Linked DNA regions of Mus musculus: region 1 is linked to region 2. The links are chromatin contacts, called in public HiChIP or PLAC-seq maps. All regions are on one chromosome and are shown on one strand. The core of a region is the stretch at or near the end of the contact, and the rest is flanking DNA. Distances in the headings are between cores, read along the strand shown. Region 1 holds the start of Ptpn11 (protein tyrosine phosphatase, non-receptor type 11). Region 2 overlaps Ptpn11 (protein tyrosine phosphatase, non-receptor type 11).

The links. HiChIP or PLAC-seq counts read pairs in DNA pulled down with a chosen protein or histone mark.
Region 1: an H3K4me3 HiChIP or PLAC-seq map of embryonic stem cells shows a contact between it and region 2, with 29 read pairs. The contact joins the promoter of Ptpn11 here to the enhancer-like site in region 2. A contact is called at or near these places in 4 of 39 promoter capture datasets (HPC-7-derived erythroid cells, embryonic stem cells, hippocampal neurons and 1 more), 5 of 484 Hi-C or Micro-C datasets (the G1E-ER4 cell line, differentiating embryonic stem cells, female germline stem cell-derived STRA8 germ cells and 1 more), 5 of 115 datasets of contacts at active chromatin or transcription factors (the HPC-7 cell line, the SCID.adh cell line and embryonic stem cells) and 4 of 9 other capture datasets (adipose tissue, embryonic stem cells, liver and 1 more).

Annotation. Positions count from the first base shown.
Region 1 is chr5:121,189,740-121,193,681 of GRCm38.p6, forward strand. Ptpn11 (protein tyrosine phosphatase, non-receptor type 11) reads right to left here and starts at 1,658. Exons shown (of 16, transcript NM_001109992.1): 1 at 1,463-1,658. The coding sequence starts at 1,476.
Region 2 is chr5:121,127,522-121,131,894 of GRCm38.p6, forward strand. It overlaps Ptpn11 (protein tyrosine phosphatase, non-receptor type 11), which reads right to left. Exons shown (of 16, transcript NM_001109992.1): 16 at 3,012-4,373. Among named protein-coding and RNA genes, the nearest start is that of Ptpn11, 62 kb to the right of the region's middle. Within about 2 kb of position 1,915, at least 6 of the 459 cell types and tissues checked have an H3K27ac peak or open chromatin away from gene starts, as enhancers often do. A contact at or near this core is called in embryonic stem cells, where this site is marked.

The sequences.
Region 1 (3,942 bases), core at 408-2,907, 62 kb after region 2:
TCTGACTCCCTCTTCTGGAGTGTCTGAAGACAGCTACAGTGTACTTACATATAATAAATAAATAAATAAATAAATCTTTAAAAAAAACTTTCAATAATAAAAATCAGGACTCTCCCCGCCCCCAACGCAAAAAAAAACAAACAAACAAAAAAAAAAAAAAAAACAAAAAACAAAAAAAAAAAACAGCTCATATTTGTGTAATGCCATTAATCTAAAATCCTAAGAAAGGTAGCAACAGAACCGTGGTCGGAGGGAAAGCAGAGGACTGGTAAGACCAAGCTGAGGGAAACCTCACCAGGAGTCGTGGATATGTTCATTATCTTGACTGCTGTAATGGTCTCAAGTATACGCATAAGTCAAGGTTTAATCAAACTGTCCGCCGAATCAGGTGCAACTTATCTCAATAAAAATGTTGGTTTTTTTGTTTTGTTTTGTTTTGTTTTTTGTTTTTGTTTTTCGAGACAGGGTTTCTCTATGTAGCCCTGGCTGTCCTGGAACTCGCTTTGTAGACCAGGCTGGCCTCGAACTCAGAAATCTGCCTGCCTCTGCCTCCCAAGTGCTGGGATTAAAGGCGTGCGCCACCACGTCGGGCTTAAAGCTGATTTTAAAACTAAACAAGTCCTTATAGTGTGATCCGGCCTGTAACCCCAGCGCTAAAGGGGTTGAGATAAAGGGGAAATGTACACTGGATGCTAACCTGGGCAACACAGTGAGAGACTTGCACCTCTTACCAGGTAACATGCCACAATGTACTTCATCCTGAAAACTCAATTTGGTCATGTTTAGGAAAGGGATTCCACCACCCACCTCGTACCACTGCGGTACGCGTTAAGCTGGCTTCTAGTAAGAGCAAAGTCAATGTCACTAATGGAGTCTCGTTACCCTGAAGTGGAAACTCACTCATTCGCCTCCAATCTAAGCTTCAAATCCTGTCCTGTGACGAGCACGTTATTCCCGAGCCTCAGTTTCCACATTCGTCAAACAGAGGGGACAATCCCACGGCCAGATACGGTTCCCTTTCCTCCCACCTTTCAAAGCAAAGATCACAGTGGGGAGGGAACACTCCCAGCCGCTGCAGAGAGCTTCAGTTTTCCCACTTCTGGCACTTGGGGGCGAGGGCGAAGACGCAAAAAGGGGGCACCTGAAAGGGTCCTGTGTGAAGGCCCCGCGGTGGCCCGGGCGCCTCCCCGAGCGCGCGGGGTTATTTCGGAATCCCCAGGAGGCGACGCTCATGAGGCAATGGGTCAGGAATGCGGCGGCCGGCCGGGGCCGCGGGTGTCCCCACGGGCATCCCGGGCCGCGGGAGCAGGAACTCGGGGCGGCAGGAAATGAATGGGGACCCGCGGGCGGGGCGGCGGGGAAGCCAAGCCGACGGGGAGTCCCCGGTGTGACCCCCGGCGGCCCGCGCAGTCCAGAGGCAGCGGGGACCCAGGCCGCGGCCCGGCCCCTGCGGGCGGCTCACCTCCGCGATGTCATGTTCCTCCCGTCTCCGGCTCCGCACGGACCCGCTGCTCGCTCAGGCTCCGCGGGGTACCGTCACATGGAGGGGGCCCGAGCGAGGCCCCGCTCCGGAGCCGACACGGGTGCGGGCAGAGCCGGCCGGCCGCGCGCGCACAACCCCCTGCCAGGCCTGGATCCCGGACACTGCGCGGCCGCCCCGCCGCCCGGCTCGCTCCGCCCTCGCCCGCGCCCCCGCCCCTGGCCGCCGGCGCCTGCGTGACGTCATCGCGCGCCGCCGCCACGGCCACTATCTGCTTCCGGTTTGCGGGGCCCTGAGCAGTGCTAGGGAGTTTGGTGTGGGATTCCTCCTCTGAATCGGTGCGGCTACACCCGTGAACGCCTGGACGATTCTTCTAAACGGGGACGTCGCACATAGGTGCGAGGACACAATACACAATATGCATCCAGGGCGGCTGCACACGGGAAAAGAAGCAAACAAATAAGGGAGGGGGAACACGAGTTCGATTCCCAACACCTACCTGTATGGGGCAGCCCACAACCTTCTGTAAATTTGGTTCTACCGGATCCGCCGTTCTCTTCTTGTGGCTCCTCGGGCACTGCACTCACGGGCACATATCCATACACATAATGTTTTATGATTTACTCCTTTTGCCCGGCAAGGTGGCGTACGCCTTTAATTCCAGCACTAGGTAGGCAATAGCAAGTGGATCACTGTGAAATCGAGGCCAGCCTGGTCTGTATAGTGAGTTCCAGGACATCTAAGTAGGGAGACCCTGTCAAAAAGAAATATATATTACTTTTTTTTTTTTTTTTTTTGGTTTTATGAGACGGTTTCTCTGTGTAGCCCTGGCTGTCCTGGAACTCACTCTGTAGACCAGGCTGGCCTCAAACTCAGAAATCTGCCTGCCTCTGCCTCCCGAGTGCTAGGATTAAAGGCATGCGCCACCACGCCCGGCTAGAAATATATATGTATATATATATATATTACTTTGTATTTTTTAATGTTTAGTGTATTAGTGGTTGCCTTGCATGTAAGTATGTGTGTAACTGCATGAGTGCCTAGAGCCCAAGATCTGAAAAGAACAACAGTTCCTGGAACTGGAGTTACAGGCAGTTGTAAGCTGTCATGTGGGTGCTGGAAACAAAACTTAAGACCTCTGAAAAAGCACTCAGTATTCTTAACTGCTGAGCCATCTCACCAGCCTCTCCCGTTGAATATTTTTTGTTTTGTTTGTTTATGAGAAAAGAGACAACCTATGTACCACGGCCATACTTTTACAACTTGAACTAAAATTAACACAAATGTTTTTTGCAGTTTCACCCATACCGGGATTAGCAATCCTAACAAGTGATCCTTTTTCTAAATTAAGAAATCTGACCTTTTCACTTCAAAGAAACACTTCATAACTTCTCCTTCCAAATGTCCAAATTGTTAGTACCAGTACGCTGCTACGGGGGTTGGGGAGGGGGACTTTGTTAGATGAATGTGGCTTTCTTGAACAGCTCCATCTTAATGAAGTGTAAAGTTATGAAACTGATGAACTAGAAGCTACATAGATGGATCAGCAGATAAGAGAGTTAGCTGCCCAAAAGTCAGGCAGTGGTAGTGCATGCCTTTAATCCCAGCACTTGGGAGGCAGAAGCAAGTGGATCTCTGAGTTCGAGGCCAGCCTGGTCTACAGAGTGAGTTCCAGGACAGTCAGGGCTATACAGAGAAACCCTGTCTCAGAGAGAGAGAGAGAGAGAGATTGAGAGAGAGAGAGAGAAATAGTTGCTCCTCAGAGGACTAGGTTTCAATTCCCAGCACCAACCTGGCTACTTATAACTAACTATCTTATCTCCAGCTCCAAAGGACCAGACACCCTCTTCTAGCCCAGTGAGCACCTGCATGCACCCACACACAGATTTTTTAAATTAAATTGGTGAACTATTTCTGAAACTTTCCAATTTCATGGCTTCAGACTGCAGTTGGCTGTGGATAACAGGGAAGGCAAAACTCTGGAAAGCAAAAGGAACTAACAACATGATCATTTTTTATTATTTTATTTTGTTTTTTCCAGCCAGAGTCTTACTATGTAGTTCTGGCTGGCCCTGGAACTCACTAAATAGACCAGGCTGGCCTCAAACTCAGAGGTCCACCTGCCTCTGCCTCCTGAGTGCTGGGATTAAAGGTGTTGGCTATCATGCCTGGCTATGACCATTTCTTTAATTTCATTTATTATTATTACTGGGAGGAGGGGCATGGAGCAAGTACATGCCTCAGAATGTGTGTGTGGAAGTCAGGGAACACCTTTAGAGTCAGTCCCAGGGATCTAACTCAGGTCAACAGTCCTGTACTGATAACACCTTGACCTATTGCGGTATCTTGTTGCCCTCATATGACCATTTTAAGTTTTAGATAGCATGGGCTTCACTGAAATGTCAGATGAACCCTTGTCTGTAAAAGACCAATATGCAGGGATAATTTAGAAGATATAAATT
Region 2 (4,373 bases), core at 665-3,164:
GGACAACGCAGCTAGAGTTGGAAAGGGAGGAAGGGACCGCCAGGAACTTCTTCCTCTCTTCCGCACCACCTCTTTTAAGCCCAAAGTCTCTGCTGAGGGCATTTTCCCTGGCCCAGGAACCTCCCACTTCAACCAAGTGACAGAATCTATATTCACATCTTCATAGCTGCACGGTGCCTCTCAAAGGCAGGAACACTAACCTGTCTCGGGACTGAATCTTTGCTAAATTGAAGAGGATTTGAACCCCAAATTATTTTCAGTATAATTATCATAATTTCAGTATAAAGCTGCTGTTTCTGCTATTGTGGTGGCAGTCATCTTTAATCCCAGCACTGGGGAGGCAGAGGCAGGTGGATCTCTGAGTCCAAGGCCAGCCTGGTCTACAAAGTGAGTTCCAGGACAGCCAGGGCCACATTCTGAGATTGTTTGAAAGCAAAATAGAACATGTTCTACCCAGGGAGAGGAAACATTAGAGCATTTGTCCCTGAACTGCAAACAGGCTTTGAAGTATAGGGTTACTTCCTTGTAACTATATTTTTTTTTGGAAGAATTATTTTATATACTTGAGTACATTGTAGTTGTCTTTAGACACACCAGAAGAGGGCATCAGACCCCATTACAGATGGTTGTGAGCCACCATGTAGTTGCTGAGAATTGAACTCAGGACCTCTTAATCACTGACCCATCTCTCCAGCCCCCCTTGTAACTTTCGATTTGCCTGAGGAAGACCTTGAACTCCCATCCTGCCTCCACCTCCCAGGATTACAACCTTTGGTTTGCTGGTTTTCTTAGATTTAAAAGACATGACATTCTTTTACATATTCCTGGGGTCAGAGTGACATTTCAGTCTGGTAGACACTGTGGTCAGACTGAGACAAACGGCGTTGCCATCATAGGAAACATTATCATCATTTCTTCACATCAGGGAGTGCGCAAATCCTTGCAATTAGCTATTCTGAAATACACCATTAATTGCTGTCAGCCACAATCATCCTCCCGTGCTACAGAACATTAGGTTCCACAGCCCCCATCACACTGCACCCTGAGCTCATTCATCATTTCCCCCCGTCCTCCGCAGTATGCATACTTCTGATCAGAATGGTACTCGGGATATTAAATATTTAGCTGGGCCTCACGTGACATGGAAAAAAAAAGCTGTGGTAACTGTGATTTGACAAAATTGGGAGGAGAGAACCTCGACTAAGGAATTGCCTCTGTCATTCTGGACTGTGGGCAGACTGAACTATAGTTGGGCCCAGTCTACTGTGGGTGGTGCCATCCCTAGGCTAGGGATGCAAAGGTGGGGGGTGGGCCAAGCCAGAGAGCGAACAGAGAGCAAGGCAGCAGTAAATGGTATTCCTACGGTGTCTATTTCAAGCTCCTGGAATTCCTGCCTTGGTTTTCCCTTGATGATAGATACTGTCTGCCAAATAAATCCTTTCCTTTCCAAGCTGTCTTTAGTCAAGGTGTGTATCACAGCAAATGCAGTTTCTGGAATCTGGACTAGGTAGGGGAGGGGCATCTGCAGTGTAAGCTCCAGGACCAAGGACACCAAGCAGAAGTGAGATGGGACCACACAGCAGGCACTTGGGCCAGGAACTTCTCTGTGGAATGGCAACCTAGTTTAATCCATGGCCTCCTCGCTGTAGAATTTGGCCCTTCAAGCAAAACAGCCGCCATCTTCATTGGATCAGCCTGCTTACAAGTCCCTCACATGTGGATTCTGTATGGATTGTTGAACCTCCCTCAGAGGCAAAGCGTGAGAAGCGCCCTCAGTCTCCCTAGCCTTCCACTGGCAGCTCTTAACTTGAGATGGCCTCAAGGTCTCAGCAGCTGCTAGGGTACAAAAGGCTGAGGAAGGTAACTGATTGGGGCTCCATCTATGCAGTTATCCAGAGCCATCACCCATGCTGGGTGTGGACTCCAGGACCACCCACATTGCCAGTCACCCCTCAGCCACACTCTGTAAGGTGCCCAGTACTTCACTGGCCGCCCAGAGTGAACTCTGATGAACTTGTACTCTGGTTTGCCATTGGGACTGAATGAGACAAGGACAAGTACTGAGCGTGTCTCCACCGGGGAAGCACTGCTCTCACCTGCTCATCTTGGAGGGGCATAACACCAGTAGGCTCTTTCACAGCGGCTCTAAAAGGATGTCACACTGCCCACCATGTACAGCCCAGGATCTCAGGAGAATGTGAACTAAGGCAAAGGGGCCAGGAGTCGCCCGTTCTGAGGTCTCCCGGCTGCTCTTCCTCACCCCATCAGGTCTCAGCCCCCTCAGGCACCTTCAGTAGTAACATCCCATTAACTCCCTCTGACGTGTGGCCCGGGAGGAGTGGGCATGCTTCTCCTGGCTAACTGGTACCATGTCAGGTGGTTTTGGTTATTGCTCACCTGTCTGGCATGGTTCACAGCCTTGCATTTAAAAGGCAATCTGTATTTTCTGGAGAGTCACATGCCTGGGTAGATTGCATCATTTTCATGATGCACCTGGGCTAGACCCTAAGGCCCATGACATGTTATAGTGTAAGTACCCCCAATGCCTTCCCCTCCAACAGAGAACAAACAAGTACCTACTTGGGTGGTCATGAAGTGATTTCTTCCTGTCCAGAACACGCTGAGGTCGGAGGGTGGGGGCCTAGAGCGGGCGGGCACGGCTCAGCAGCAGGAAGCCTCTCTGTACTGCTGGGCGGGCTCAGTGATGAAGACAGAACCCTTGCTTTGAACATGACTCGTCCTGGGAACACCAAGGTTCCCAAGAGCAGTGCTGTCCCTCGGCATAAACACCTTAACACTGCTCAGCCAACCCTGTGTCCTGGTCACTCCCACAGTTTGGGTCTTTATTCCCTCCCAAGTCCTTCTGGGCAGAGCTCCTGCCTGTCCTTAGAGGCCACTCGCTGCAGTTCTGTGGCTCCCACACAGAACCTGGGATGACGGGCCAACTGAGCCACCGTCCCACTTCTTCCCACCACTCCTTCCCCACACACGACAACAGACCAAATGACAAATACTGTAATACAAGAAAATGATTTTATTCTAATTTTTAGTTCCAGACAGCTCACAAATCCACTGCCTCTGACAATACCCAGAGTATATGCAGATACACTCATGGCACAGCTGGGGAAACTTGAGGTTTCTCTACACAAACTATTCTGTTAATGTCGCTTAAAAATCCAGACTACATGATATGCGTGGGCAAAAAGTCAGCTGAGTGCGTCTCTTGACACTAAAGTGTATTAAACAGCAAACAGCCAACCCTTACATGATTCACACCAAAATGATGACACCCAAAAACACGTTCCTTTTAAAGGACAGGTCTATCAGTAAAATATTATATTTCTTTAATACTCTGCCTGATGGATGCTTCATACGCTGTGGGAAAGCTAAGTGTGAGTCTGGCCATCGGCTTCTTGGATGGGCCTTTCCCACCAGCTTTTATTAATCAGAGTCACAATTAGGTCATAAATAAACAGGTATATTATTAATCCCATGATTGAGGTTTAGGAAGAGGAGTTGTGAAAACTACTTGGATGCACAGCCAGGTTCTACAGCACCAACAGGAACTGCTCTCTGCTTCCTGTGCCCTCAACACCCCACAAGAGCAACAGCTGCTAGTGACTGGGGATGCAGTGAGCTCTACTCGGGAGCTTCCTTCCAAGAAAGGGAAAGGGTTCAACAAAGCAGTGGGCTAGCACAGACCCTGAGACAGGCGTCTGAAACTAGGACAATGTAGAACGAGCCCACACTTCTGCCTGTGCTTCCTTCCCGAGCGCATCTGCCCCAGTCCTGTCCCAGAAACAAGGCTTATATTCTTGGACTCCCACCAAAACCCCTAGAAACAACACTGAGCACCTCTGAGCTGCTGACAGCACCACTTCCTAACCCCAGTCTTCCATTAGAAAGGCACCAGCTGCAATGGCAGAGGCAACCTGGGGCCTCAGGAAGGCTGCACACCCATGTGACAAGCATTACGACTCTCAAGTATAGCTTTCTAGAAACCAATACCATGTGCTAGACAATGCCCCACCCCACCCCCTCCCCAAATAGAAAAATCCTATACTTCTGATTTAAAGGCTCAGCAGTGAGGGGAGACTCGGGTCACATGCAGCCTGCTCGATGCTGGCCCTGTGCCTCTGACCTGCTCATGAGCCACCTGTGCAACTTCCACTCTCGCTGTCTCAAATCCACACCTCCCATACCTCATCTTCCCAGACACCGCACCGCACAGCACACAGCTGAGACCCTGCAACCACCTTCCATAACACTGACAGATCTGGGACACCTAGGGATTCCTGTTGCCCTATTGGAATGACAGCTGGCTGGCTTCTGGGGGGAATCCAAAGGAAAACACTTGCTGTACCGAACACAGG